2 separate regions of the Anas platyrhynchos genome follow, and region 2 is linked to region 1. A link is a contact called in public Hi-C data. All regions are on one chromosome and are shown on one strand. The core of a region is the stretch at or near the end of the contact, and the rest is flanking DNA. Distances in the headings are between cores, read along the strand shown. Region 1 holds the start of MCFD2 (multiple coagulation factor deficiency 2, ER cargo receptor complex subunit). Region 2 overlaps CRIPT (CXXC repeat containing interactor of PDZ3 domain).

The links. A called contact is a pair of places that touch in the nucleus more often than the background predicts.
Region 2: a contact with region 1 is called in a Hi-C map of subcutaneous adipose tissue, with 3 times the contacts expected there. The contact joins the enhancer-like site here to the promoter of MCFD2 in region 1. A contact is called at or near these places in 5 of 8 Hi-C or Micro-C datasets (F1 follicle, liver, skeletal muscle and 1 more).

The regions. Positions count from the first base shown.
Region 1 is chr3:38,963,801-38,970,608 of IASCAAS_PekinDuck_T2T, reverse strand. MCFD2 (multiple coagulation factor deficiency 2, ER cargo receptor complex subunit) reads right to left here and starts at 1,853. Exons shown (of 3, transcript XM_005009819.6): 1 at 1,560-1,853; 2 at 949-1,108. The coding sequence starts at 1,831. TTC7A (tetratricopeptide repeat domain 7A) reads left to right here and starts at 1,961. Exons shown (of 20, transcript XM_027454067.3): 1 at 1,961-2,163; 2 at 2,981-3,144; 3 at 4,870-5,038. The coding sequence starts at 2,013.
Region 2 is chr3:39,111,963-39,119,802 of IASCAAS_PekinDuck_T2T, reverse strand. The region is part of intron 5 of CRIPT (CXXC repeat containing interactor of PDZ3 domain); the gene reads left to right. Among named protein-coding and RNA genes, the nearest start is that of SOCS5, 12 kb to the right of the region's middle. Within about 2 kb of position 3,037, at least 1 of the 8 cell types and tissues checked has an H3K27ac peak or open chromatin away from gene starts, as enhancers often do. A contact at or near this core is called in subcutaneous adipose tissue, where this site is marked.

The sequences.
Region 1 (6,808 bases), core at 604-3,103:
TAGAAACATCATCCTTTGTAACATATGGAGTTTGTAACATATGTTTTGTAACATATTTCATATAACATGTTTCATATGTTTGTAACATGTACATGTTTGTAACATGTTTCATATATTTGTAACATATGAACTTGTAACATATGGAGTTCGCAGTTAAAAAAAAAAAAAACACAACAGCACCTTCAATACATTGTTGTAGCTTAAAGATAGTAAAATTCTTAGTATCACCTCTTAGGAACAAAGGGGAATGAGAAGAAGTGCCCTTGCACAAGAAACAGCAAGCCATTATTGTGTTCTTGACAAGTTTTTTTGTTTTTTTCCCCAGAGGTATATATAAAGTTATGCTATTTTGAGTTGTAATTTCTGAAAGGTCAGTACATGATTTTCTGTAAGCGTTGTCTTCCTAAGGATCATACTTGCTTTTGTTCTTAAACATTTGTAGCTGGGAGGAAAACATGTTTAGAAATGGTAAAGAAAACAACGGCAGACCATGACTGGTTCTTCTAAGCTGAGTTTGTGCAAGAGGTCTCTTACATTTGGTGTATCCATGGTAGTGGTAGTTTGGGCCTGAAAACAGTTGGCTTAAAACCTGCAGCAGCATTGTGTCACATGCTACTTCTATAATCACACATCAATCTAATTCTATTATGGACAATTTCCCTTTCTCCTCTCCTCATCCCTGCTTATCCCCTTTGTTAAATTATTTGCAGTCTTCACTCACAGTCAAGCTTAAACTGCAGGGGAGTCTCCTTAAAACTGTGCTGTGTCATGAAAAAACTATGGTAAAGTTAGTACGTTTATAAATCAAGCTGAAGGGGGAACAGTCTCGTTTTCACACAAAACTGTTCTACTGTAACTGAAGGTGTGTTGTGACAATGCTACCTAAAGCTGATTTAAGAAAGTCAGAACTGCTTGCAAACGCACAAGCCATTACAATATACCACCTACCTCTTTGTGGACATGTGATATAGCGGTAGCAAGCTCTAGCCCATCTAGCAAATTATTGCCATCATAATCATGCATTTTGAAGTAATGAAGCTGCAGCTCTTGTGGAGACATCTCAGATTCTGGTTTTTCGATAACACCTTCCAAATGTTCCATGATGTGGCTAAGAAAAAAAACAACACACAACAAGTGACATGCCAGTTAGTTAATATTTAATTCTCTGTTGACATCAAACGCAGTCTTTGCTCAAGCAGCCAAGTGCCCAGGAAGCACTGTGTCTCTAAAAGCACCCTGGACACGCAGGACAGCTGACAGTTTTACACTGAAACGAGGCAGGCACAGCGGCTGCTCCTTAGAGGTGCTGCAGTGGCCTCTAGTGTCTCAGGTAGCTATTCCTCTTGCTCCTGGCCTGCTGAACTGGTTATCAAAACACCCCAAGCAGCCCTCAGAGCCTCCTTGGGGCTGTTCCCCAACGCGAGGGGACTGCAGGAAGCGCGTTTACCCTCACACCTCAACTAGGCAGCTAAGGAAGCGCTGGTGCGAGCTGTGCTGACGGCTCCCCAGCCCCTGGCAGGGCCAGCAGCCGCCCCCCGGCTGCCCTGCCCCTCACGTACTCCTTGTCCTGCACCAGGCTCTTGTCCAGGCGGATCCCCGCGGGCTGGCTCTCCTCCGCCGGGGCGCCCAGCAGGCAGGCGGCCAGGCAGCAGCACAGCAGCGCCGCTCCCGCACCCCTCGGGGCCATGGCGAGCCTCCTGTGGAGAGGAAACAACAAACAGAGCGCGGAGCGCCCGGCCGTTAAACCGCCGCCCGCGGCCGTTAAACCGCCGCGCGATGGCGGCCCTGGCCCCCAGGTGCAGCGGGGCCCTGCTCCCGGCCCACTGCGCATGCGCCCGCCCCGCCCCGCTGCCCGCTCCCCTCCCCTCAGCGCCCCGCCCCGCGGCTGCACCTGGCAGGTGCGGCGGGGAGGGGGCGGGGCCTCGCCCTCGGTGGGCGGGGCCTCGCCCTATGTGGGCGGGGCTTGCGGCGGGGTGGGCGCGGCGCGGAGCCGCCCTCGGCGGGGCGCTAAGATGGCGGCGCTGTGGCACGTGAAGCTGTCCGGGGAGCTGGAGCGCTGCCGGGCCGAGCGGCACTGGGCGCAGCTCCGGCAGCTGCTGCGCCACCAGCTGCCGCCGCACGGCAGGGCCCCGCGCAAGGCGGCGGCGGGCGCCGAGGAAGCCGGTGAGGGGGTGAAGGAAGGAAGGGGGGAGCCCCGCCGGGTGCCGGTTGTGCCGAGCGGCGGTTGGGGGAGCCGCGGGGCGCGTCCTCAGAGGGCGCTGCCCGCAGGGGTGCCCGCGGTGTCGGGGGGCGACACCAGGGGCTGTGGGGAAGGCAGGGTGCCCTGGTGGGGTGTAGGGAGGTGTCCTTACCCTATTCCGCTCAGTGCACTGTGTGAGGTGCTCCTGAATGAATGCAGCCGGGAGCCGCAGCAGCGCTGGCCGGTGGGGTCTTTTAACAAGATTTACATCGTACAGTTCCTAGAAAACAGTTCTTTAATGCAAAATATTTAAGCTTCTGATGTGGTTGCTGCTCTGCAGTAAGCTAACTTCATGCCTTATACCGAATCTGCAGCAAACTTATATTCCTGTGCACTTTTAAATCTTAAGCGTGTGGTTAAATGCTTGCTAAATCTGATGCTTTTTCATCACAAAGCCCCCTTTTCAACTCTTAGTTCTTACATTAGTGACAACACAAGAGTAAATTGTGCCACCAAAATGAACCAATCCAATCAGGCAAAAATCCTTTTAATTAAAAGGAAGCCTCACTTTATTTTTCATAGATAACAACGTTCCCAATATCCCCGAGTTAACACAACTTCCCTTTTTCCTCTGCTAGTTCCTCTCACCCCTCAGAGTTACTATTTATGTGTCTTGCAGATGATGAGTTTTCTCCTAATCCCGTTTAAATGTTAATGTGATGCTACTTAAATAAAGCAGCGCTGATAATAGCATTCAGAAATGCTCAGTGATGTTTCTGCTTGGGTGGGATGTGCTTTCAGAGGACTATGGGAACATGCTGCTTGCCGAAGTCCTGCTGGAAGAATGCTTGCAGGAAAACTTTGCCAAACTGAAGGACTCCATCCCCCTGACAGAGAAGAACGAGCCCAAACTGGGTGAGGCTAAGCAGTGCCTGACCAACATCTTAAGCAGAGGAAAGCTGCGGGTAAGTGGGCTCTGTCACTGTAACTGCTGATAACCTGATGCTTTTTTTCACGTGATTGTTAGCCTGGTACAGGGTGGTGACATTGCCTTATCACGTCCCTCTATGTACAGTGCTGTGTTTATAGGTGTTACTGATGTCCTGGTAATTCAATGCTCCTCTGCAGTGTCTTCTGTTGAGAGATTGCTTTTTCACATCCAAACAGGTTAGGTATTACAAATGTATCCTTCTTTTTAATTACAAAGACGTGGGCTGAGCATGTAGGAGCTCTCTGCAGCCGTGGTGCAGGGCCTTCTAATGGTGCTGCAGGGCTTGCCTGGCTGAGGAACCTCCTGCCGCTCTGGGGCTGAGGGAATTGCACCTGGTCAACACCAGGACAGAGGTAAAATGTGCTTCATGCTGCTGCTGGGCCATTGAGGTCATAGTGCAAGTCCAAGGTTACAGCCTTGTGTTGTTTTCAGTCTGTGACAGATAAGTTATGCCAACTTAGTCTCAGTTTTGTTTCATGTTCTGAGTGCGTGGTTCATAGCTGCCCATTAGCTAAGTTGCAGAGGGCTTTAGGAGAGTTTCAAGACACTGCCTCAAAGGTTACTGTTGACTTTGGACAGCTTTAATAGGACTCCAAATTACAAGTCTGAAGTTCTAGGCTTGTACTGTGCCTGGTCCTGAAACTTACAGGGTAACAAGCTTGCAAGTGGATGTTATATGTTGATCATGTTACTTGCAACAGAGCCCGTGTTCAGCTTTTTTTTTTTTTTTTTTGTCATGTGGGGCAGTTCATTGTTTGTATCTTCTCAAAAGTCAGTGTATTTAAATAAAAAGATGGGGTAGGAAGGAGGATTCATTCAACTCTTTTTCTTTATAGTTTAACCCCAGTAACAGCCAAAAACACTGTTCTTGGTTGGTTGGTTGTTTTTTTGTTGTTGTTGCTGTTTGGTTTGTTTGTTTCCAGGACTAGGTGTTAGGTTTGGCTTAGTGAATTGCCATTACTGTTTCTTTGTAGCGGAGATTTGGCTAATCATGTTAGTTACTTTCAGGCTACTCATGAACCTCTGTTGACTGAATGTGTTTAAAAAACGAGGGTGAAGGATTAGGAACCTTTTCTGCTTTCTGAAACATTAGAAAGGGCCCAAATGTTTGTCTTTTAATAAGTGTAGGGTTTTTTGCACGCATTTGTATACACATTTTCAATACTAAACAAATTCTAGAAATGGCAGGCATGCCTTCTGCCTCTACTTTTGCCTGAAAATTTTTTGAGAACTTAAGAAAACTTGGGAACTTTCCTGTTTTGTTTTTTTGTTTTTTTTTTAATTAAATGTACAGAGCAGAGGGGACCAGTAACTGAATGACTGAAAAATGTTTTCTATACAGCTTAAAAGCAGGGGATTTCCTTGGTGTGTGTGTCTAGTTATGATAGTGACAGGCTTTAGTGCTATCCATGGCTGGTGAATCAATAGAATAGGTCAGTGGCAAGGGAAGAGGTGACTTGTAAGCTGTGTGTTGCCAAACTGAGCTCCAAAGTAATTCCTTGACCTTTGTGGCTTGCTGCTCTCATAAGCACAGTGCTAAGATATCTAGACACTTAAATCCTTACTTCTCCAAACTGTGTAGTTGACAAGGTTAAAAACAAAACATTTTGAATCTTCTTAATTTGTGCTAAAGTACCTCACTTGTGCCCTTTTGGTATTTTACTGTGTAAATGCTCTCTTCCCCTCACTTCTGTTTCAGCCTAAGTATATGGTAGAAGCTATGCTGATCCTAGGGAAGCTTCATTACGCAGAGGGATCCTACAGAGATGCCATCAGCATGTATGCAAAAGCAGGGATCGATGACATCTCTACAAAAGATGAACCCCTGTACATGCTGCGTTTGGTGACTGAAGCCTTCGTTATTAAAGGTAAAGAATCACATACATATATCTGAAGTATGCTGTGTAGGTAGAAAGTTGAAGGTATTTCTCCAAGTGGCTCGATAAGATCAGATTGGCAGCGTTGTTGACTTTTTGTTGACTTTCTAAAGTCCTACTGGGTATGATCTGTACAGTTTAAAATTAAAGGCGTCATGCAGTCTTGGTCCATGATTTTTAAACTTGGCTGACTTGTAAAAGAAAGGTTGATGCTGGAAGTCATGTGCTAACTCTTGGCTGTAAGTCAGCAATGCACCTGTGCCTGCGTACACATTTTGGGAAAATCTAAATCAATCGCTCTGAACTCGGGGCCTGTACTTTCTATTAGAGTCATCCACTTGTAATTTTATATGGTTTCTGTGAAATGAGCATGGATGGAGTTTCCAAGTTTTAAACTCTGGACTACCACAATATACACTTTCAAAGCAGGTTGTGTATTTTTGCAATGCATGTTACGTTGTATCAGACCTAAGGTACAAACAGGACTCTCCTCCCCCCTTTAATTCTACAAATGTTGTTCTGAGAGATCCTAATGAAAATTGCTTCTAAGGGTAGTGGAATTGCATTTCAGTTTTGAGTGGGGGAAAGGAAGACCCTAGTCGGTTACTGACTTGGCGGGGGGAAAAAGATCAGTAATCTTCTCCTTCATTTGCTTTCAGTTCCTTTATAAATGTTGCTCAAGTACTGCTACCTATCTACTGCTTTCTACTCTTTTCAGCATGTCCACCAGCTAATTAGGTGAATGAGAACTCTGTGATGATCAGATACCTTCAAATGGTATGTAAAAGAGTGATACCAAATCAACCCCAAATACTGTTTGACTGGGCTGCTAGTATTACTGATGATAATTTGGGTGTTTCATGATCTCACACAGTCATTCTGCTTTTTTTTTTTAAAACCTGTTTTTGCTGCTTTGCTTGCTTTGGTTTTGTTTCCTATGGCTCTGGTTGAATCTGCTGCATTAATGAGCTTTTGTGGTGTAGGACTAATTTACTTGTAACTTGTACTAATGTTTGCATGTGCAGAGGAGTAAGCATTTATTGTAGGTGGTTTTGTGTGTGTTTTTTGAGACTAACGGTGTACTCAAGAGTCTTAACCTTGCTGGGAATTGGTCCTAGGTGGGGCATGAATATAAGGTATGCGTGAACGCTGGTGAAATAACACTGCACTTGTAAGACTTCTTCCATGGCAGCTATCTCACCTCCATATGAAGATATAGGGGGCGGAGGTGTTTGCCTCACAGGATCAGACCTTAATTTTTTTAAAATATAGCTTAGCATAGAATATAAGTGTTCTTTTGCCTCTGTGCATGTAAACCGTAAGTAGTCTCTGCCATTGCAGAGTTACCTCTGTGCTACTCCTGTTCCACAGCTTTTATCCTCAGTGATGATTATTTTCAGATTAACCAAGATATGAAGGATATACAAAGTCACTTGGTATTCTAACAAAGCTTGCGTCAGAAAAGTCCATCAGAGTGGAGCTTCTCCAACTGAGTTTGGAGAGAACACTTGCTGCTAGGGTCAGTTTCTTTTTTTTTTTATGTGCAACCTCTCACTTTTACAGAAATAAGCCTTTAAATGTTAGAAGTTTGCATGAGGAAATAGCAGTGTAGATTTAAATCTTCACTTCAAAATGTGTCTGCCCAGGCTACCTCTGCAAGATAAGTAACAGAGCATGGATTTAAATTACTTAAAACTTACTTATTAGTATAAAGACTCTCTTGATTTCTTTTTTTTTTCCTCTTGGTATCTGTGTAGATAT
Region 2 (7,840 bases), core at 1,788-4,287, 150 kb before region 1:
AACTCAGATGTCACTGACTCTTCAGAAGTCACTGAGATCCTTGTATTGATATGTTCTGGTTTAACTCCTAGGAGAAGGGAATATTTATATTTAAAGCCTTCTGTTTCTATATTGTTTCTTAAGTTATATTTATTGCTTGACAGTGAAAAATTGATCTACACCTGTTATATCTAAGTCTCTTAACAAGTTTGAAATATAGCAGAGCGGAACATCTATTTGACATTTAAAAGAATGAGACAGTTGTGTACTGTGCTTAACAGTGACGCTGTCAATCAGCTCTTTTTTATGTATCATAGGCGGCGCTCACAAACTGTGTGAAATGTTTTCTAGACACAATAGGAATGCAGTCCTGACCTTTAAAGAAAGAGTAAAGTCTGTGCAGTTTGCTTGCATATTTGGTACGTTTATCTGCTAAGACATATTTAGCACAGTCCTAAAATTGAGACTCTTATCAGAGCTAATGTAGAGTGTGAAGTAAAAATCAGTACAAATGTCCCTAAATTAAACTGCATCAGACTTTTTTATCCCTAGTTTCTGTGACATGTTCCAAGTGGGTGGCAGTCAGACGTGATTATAAGTCACTCTTTTCTGTTCTCTAACTTGAGCACTACCCAAGATAGATGGTGGGCACCTCCAAAATAGCTTATCCACTCACTCAAAGACTTTAGGAAGACCTTAGATTCACTGTCACTCTGTAAGACTTACCTGGCAAAATCCAAAAACTGTCTTCTCATATCAGTTTAAACTCTGTCATTTTTCACTCCTTTGCAATTTGAGAAGACTTTGGCAGCAGCAGACTGGAATTATCTTTTGCAGACTCAGGAAGATGGTACTAGACTGTGTTATTCTCAAATCACATTAGTGGTTTTTTTTTTTTTTTCAGCAGGAACAACACTAGAAACTTTTTAAAAATGAAAGTTATTGTCATTCATGGGGGGACATTCCTATTCCTGCTGAGTGGATTTTAGACACTTTTTATTGCATCAAATTCTTATATCTCTCATTAACTCACAGAGTTCTATTAATATTGTCCTAAGGACAGCGTATTGCACTCTTGATCTGCAAAAGGCATAGATGAGGTAAGTTCCCAACTTGCAGTTTCCTCTTGCACAGTTTACAGGATCCTGTGAAATGGTCCAGCAAATTCAGGCTGAAGTAATAACACAACAGTTAAAGAAGGTGTTGGGTACACACAAACCGAACACTGGGCTGTATTGACTGCACAGAGACAAAAGGCCCATTAGGAAGGACGGTTAAAAACATATTTTTATTTCAAACAACGATCCTAAACCTGGTGAAATGTGTGCAGATGCTTAACATTTTGCTTTGTGAGTGGCTCTATTTAAATCAATGGGGCTCTTCACAGCATGTAAAACTTGACACATACATAAGTCTTTTCAGGATCAGGGCCAAACATTTTTTTTTTTTTTCTGAGGAGTGTGACTTGCTTGGAGACATTCCAGAGGAAAAAAAACAACATGTGGGGCTTTCTATAAAATTGTTGGCACCATTCTGCTTATTAAACAGACATGAATTCACTCAAGTAAGATAAGGTCTAGACATTTATATCAAGTATGTGAAAGCTTGTACCTATTTTTAAGTCAAAATAAAATAGCAATAATACATCTGGATTTGTAGATTGCATTAATTTCTTGATACATATTTATTTAACTTAGAGTTTTAGAATGTTACTTCTCTTACGTATTTTACTATCTTACCTATAGTTCTGTTACCAGGCAAAATTTGCTCTGATGGCTAATAAGGTGCAAAAACTTTCAATCAGACTTCATGGAAAACAGTTTTATTATTTACTTTATGACCTTAGATGTGGCAAAAAGTAAATCTTTTTGTCTTACTGCAAGCTAATTCAGCACTAAGTATACGAGACTGATTTTTTTTGTCAATTTGTGGCTTGCATATTGAAGAGCAATACATTCAGTTCAGGAACAGAGTCTAATTTTAGATCAGTATTGAAGGTGCTATGAAAATGAGAATGCTGGGAGTGTCAGTAGGACTTTTCAAGAGCAATCCCAGTATAGTTATTGAAGTACAATGATTGTAAGATGAGAGAAATCACAGAACAGACTTTACTGGTCTCAGTGGAACCTGTCATACACCTGAAATTATCCATCCTCCAGTTGTTATCATGGACATGGCCTCAAACTGTTTCAGATAAACACCCCAACATTATAGCTCTTCAAGAAAACAGAAAGAGTCATTTGCCTGCTTGGTGCTGGACCGCGTGGTGGTAGATGGTGCCAGCACCCTAAATAAGCAGCCTGGGGAAACACGTGGAACATCTGGCGACAGCAGCTACTTTTAATCACACAGGCCACAGGTCACATTGTACCACAGTGCCCAAAATGAGTGTCACATTTAGCAAAGCACGTTTACTTGGCCACAAGATGTCCTGAGGTCAGACTTAAAAGCTTCTGCAGATGTAGACAGGAACCCGACATGATTTTCACGAGTCCCTAAGTGCTCATTTCCCATTGGTTTCTCACTAGGACCTTCTGTGTATTATTACTTTAAAAAGACTTCAGAAATATGGCATTAGCTGTCTGGAGGCACGCTGCCTTGCTTCAGCCTGCAGAAATTCAAAAGCTGCCCGTTGGGTAACTTCTTCATCTATGGGTACTTTAGGGCAGCTCTCCTCTCATGCCTGTGCCAAGATCCGCTCAGGGCTCCTCGTCTGGGAATGCGGGAGACCTGGGTGAGTTGACAGGGAGTATTGCCACATGAATCAGCTGCATTTTTGTTAATAGAATTGCATAGAAAGTTTTGAAGAGTTTTTAATCTCCTGGGGCGTGGGAACCTCTATGGATTTTTCAACAGAGATTGCTTCCCATATATATAGGGAAAATAATAGCTTTTTCACTATTTTTGTGAACCTTTGCATTTGGGGATACCTCCCCTCGCCTCCCTGGTACTCTCCAGCACCCAGACTGGCCATGCCAGAAGGCATCAGACCCCTTCTCTAAGCTTACTTTACCGAGCAACTTCCACATTCCTATTTTTAAAAGTTGCACATTTTGAAGATTAGGGAACACATGGTCTTTGCAAGATAATCTCCAGTTCCTTCCCCATTCCACACAGTCACACTGCTCGGTGCCAATTTTATTGCATGGCATTGCTGAAAGGTCTGTTATAGAAATATATATAATCTGTATTATGACTTCCCTGAAAAAAAAGATTGGATGAGGAAGGAATGTTCCCGAGGAAGTGGACTGCATTTTCGAGATCTAAGAGTATTCAGAGCTAGAAGTAATGAGTACAGAGCAATGCCCTCAGAAATGCTATGCAGCGTATGCGAGGATCAGCAACGTGGCACTAGATGGCACTGTAGTAATCTTCACTCAAAAAGCCTATGCCAGACCCAAGGAAAGATGGATTCAGGTCCAGTTCTGAATGGGCAGCTGGGATTTAACGTCTAAATTTTACCTGGGTGGCTTTGGGGGATTCTGATGCATATGAGACGTAGCAGTCCTTCTGAGGATGCTAATACATAGCCTTCAGCAGGTTGATAAGTGATAGAATAGATACAATGAAGAAGAGATGAAAAGCTGGCTGAATATTTTCATTTCACGAGGTGAGATTATAAAGGCATCTGAGAAGCTGTTACGTTCTGTTAAATCCAAGGGAAGGATATTCAGATGCAGAGCGAAGCCCAGTACATCTAAAACTGTCTCACTCAAAAGAACACCCAACGTTTTGTGTGTCATCTAGGCAGTTGGAGAGTTCAATGTCTGCAGGCATAAGCTGGGTGTTTGTAACTGCAGTGTTTTGTGCCTACCCAGGAAGACTTGATTTAGTGGGGCAAAGTCAACTAGATCTTGGGACTAGCCTCGTGGGCTGCATCTTCTTGTCTCACTGAGTTAAATGCTGACTATTGACAACTTCTTTAGAAGTTTCACGCAGCCGTTAGCTAACATCAAAAATTAATACACATCTTGTTCCTAAGACAATGGTCTGTTGGCTCCAACAAGTACAGCAATAAGCTGTTTTCAGAGCCAGCTTTTAGAACTTACAGTCTTTTTGGTAGCAATTGAGTGGTCCTGAGGTGTGTGTTATCAAATGCATATAGGAGAAAATAGAGCCTGTTGAAAAAAATGTCCGTTCTTGTAAACTGAACTGATTTAAAGTAAATTCAGGAGATTGCTGTGATATAAATGACATGGTCTATCCCAGGTTTGAATTCTAAAATGTTGTAGAACCAGATTTATAAATCTTGTAAGTCTTTTTAAGAAAACATCTAAGTGCAGAATATTCAGTACAACAGCAATGCAAGTTATTTTTATAATGTCATAATACTTTTTCTATTATATATTTCTTTAAGTTACATTTTGCCTTCTGTTATGCTCCAGGTTCAAATCCTCAAAGGGTAATTAGTATCTATTTCACTGGAATCAGTGGGAGTTAGTTATCTCAGCTACTCTGACATTTATGTTTTAAGGAGAGATCAGCATGAATGTTTAAGTTTCTTCAAGTAAATCTTATTATAGTCATATAGCTACTTACAACTTAGGGATATTTCCAGCTAAAAGGCCATCTACTTGCCAGCTAAAAATAAAAAAGAAAAATCTAATAGTGCATTCCTTTACTACAAGAATGGTCGTTATCCTTGTAAATAGCCCAACTGAAGTAGGATTGCTTAGAAAACTGAGCATTGGAATCAGTATTATTATTTGACCACATGATTTGCTGTCACCCAGGCAATATGTTTAGGTTAACCCAAATGGGTATTCAACACAAGGACGGTGGAGAAGAGGGGTCGTAAGAGTCAGGGCATAAAAATCTAGTAGGCACCATTGCTTCAGACAATGCCAACATATAAACTGCATAGTTTAATAAGAAAGTAAATGCCCCTTGTGCTGGAATTGGACTATTTGTCCATGCAAGGCTAAAGCTGTGGTAAAGGCAAGAGACACATGATGTCCAAAAACACTTCAAACTGTCTCTTTTAGTCATAAGCCACTGCTCTTTGAAACAATTCCTGTGTGGTTCTGAGCACATCCTGAGAAAATGTTTTAGTTGTCCTACTTCTTCTAATGTGCACTCTAATAAGGGCTCCTTTAATCTGTGCTTTAAATCTCCTTTAATCTGGTCATTGTTTTACACTTTGAGATGTACCCCTGAGGCCTCCTCTTGCCTCAGAAGAGGCTTGAAAACAACCATAACTTGCTGCTTGCTTTTTCAGACATGTCTGTGTCTACATTCCTGGAGTCGATGTTGGTCCTGATAGACATGTCCTAAAAGCAGGCTCTATCCTAGGTGCAAAAATAGTCTGTGCAGCTGGCAGCGAAGCACGACACTCACCGAAATGCTCTCTGGTGAAGTGAAGGTCTGATGAGACGTGGTTAGTAGTTCGGCCCATTGTGCAACCTGAGTGACTTAACCAAAGGCAATCCCATTTCAAGTCCACAAGAGCAGCTAGAGAAAGTTCTGAAAAAGCTTCCCAAACAGTGCGGTATGGCTGTGGGAAACAGCAGCAACACGCCATAGCTGCCTGCTAGCCCTCCAACAGCACGGGGCGATACACAAGGGGTGGAACGGGGCCTTGCCTTTCCTTGAGCAAGCACAGCCGCAGCAGAGGTCCATCAATTGCTGTGCAGGCTTGGGAAGAGCTACGTGCTTGGTCAGTGCTAATGACATGGCCAAACCAGTGGGTGTGTGTACGTGGGTGTGTGACGTGGGGGATCAGGAAGTTTGTCTTACCTAATCCTATACCTGAAGGCCAGGTGTCCTGCCTAGTCACCTGGGCTTCCTTTGTGTCAGTGATGAGGTAGGGTAATACATCCTCTTCTAACCTAGGAGTTAAAGCCTAGGAAAAGAAAACCAGTTTAGGAAATGAATAGCTACCACTTAGCTGAACATGTGGTAAGTCTCCATGTGCACTTAAAAATAAGTCATCAATAAACAGTACATGTAAAACATTTTACTTCCCTTCTAGGTTTGAAATCCACAACTAATACTTTCTCAACTTCTTTGATTTATTTATTTATTTATTTATTTTTGTCTGGAGCCTCTGTCGTGTGAGGAGAGGCTGAGAGGGGTGAGGCTGCTCAGCCTGGAGAAGGAGAGTCTCAGAGGGGATCTTCACGGTCTGTACAAATACTTGGTGAGAGGGAATGAAGGAGGCAGGCTTTTCTCAGGGCTGTCCAGTGACAGATTGCCCAGAGAGGCTGTGCAGTCTCCATCCTTGGAGATACCCAAGCTTGTAATGTCCAACCTGTAGTAAATCCAGACAGCCCTTGCAGAGAAATAGGTATTAATTTTAATATTAATCTAGTTGATCCTAACATAAATGACACTGAATTTGCATGATCTGTATGTTTATTAATGTTCCATCCCTTTTGCTCTCATTTGTCTTTAATTTTCATTTCTACAGCTCTTCTCAATTATGGCTTTAGTTGTATTTCCCAGTTCATATTTTTCCTTCAACACACACACACACAAATCCCAAAGACATGAACAAATACACTATATTTTTTGTTTCTTGATGGAGATTTAAACAAACAAACAAACAAAACAAAACAAAAAAACACAAAAGACATTCTCTCTTTTTTTACTACCTTCATGTTTTTGATTACTTATTTATATTTATCTATGTACACATGCACAGACACAGGATCATTTAATTTAAATCATTCAGGTGTTTTGACATTGTATGAACCTTTTCAATGTTTTTTCATTCTTTATGTATAGCTGTCAGCAGTAGCCACTAACACTGAACATTAATAATTACAATCAGATTTTAATGTAAGAAATTGAGATCCTCAGCCTTACATCACTGACTGTCGGTGCTCTGAAACCACAGACCAAGTTCAAAACTTCTTTGCTATAAGTCTATGAGTCTCTACATGGACTGAAGGCACCAACCATAAGGTTGCCCAGCTCCTGGCAGGTTCTGCTACAGCAGGAGTATGGCCTGTGCAGATGCCAGGGGACTGCTTGGCTGCTTCAACTTATACTAAGATCATGCGGACAGTCAGGTGCCCCCAAGACCTGGGGAACAAACAGAAGTTTTAATGCAACTATACAGGTCTCAGACCTAAATTTCAAAAAACTTCGGCCATGCCTCTTGAGTCTTTAATTGTTTGCACCTAAATTTCACTCTAAAACTCACAAAGATGTGCAAAAATGCAACCCTGTTCGTTCTGGTGTTAGATCTGCACTACCTGAAGCATTTTAAAAACTGCATCACTCCTAGAGTGGCAGAGACACCCCACGCAGATGTGCACAGAGGTCTATTCTGAGGACACAGGAGGCACAACAGGTAGCTGAGATGCACATCCTTTTGCTTGTCCTCTTTCCAACAGGCGGTGACATCTGCAGATGAAAAGTGCTATAGAAAAAAAAAATAAAAATGGGCTTCCACGTTGAATCTTGCAAAGCATGGAGGGGAATCTTGTAGTACAGAGTACGATCACAGGGACTGAGTTCTGAAATGCAAACCTGGAGCACATTGGAGTGGCATTAACTGGGTTTCAGCCCAACCTTTTCCTACTGCTGCTGCTGTAGCCTGGAAAACTATGCAAATGCATTGCTGCTAAAGAAAAGGAGGAAAAACTAAACAAGTCCAGACAACAGAAGAGCCAGCTCACATTTGTATTCTGCCACAGTGGAAGAAACCTGACCGTTCGGATGAAACAGGCACAAACGAAGGGCTCACGGGGAGTATAGCTGGTTGAGTAGGAATGGCTCTAATCTCCCAACAGTGCCACAAATACCCTTTGAGAAAATGAATTCTGGAACACTTCACATTTTTAACTGTTATTCGTTTTCCATGGAATAGTACCGTGCCTCAGGCCACTCCAATAACATTCCTGGCTTGCCCTGC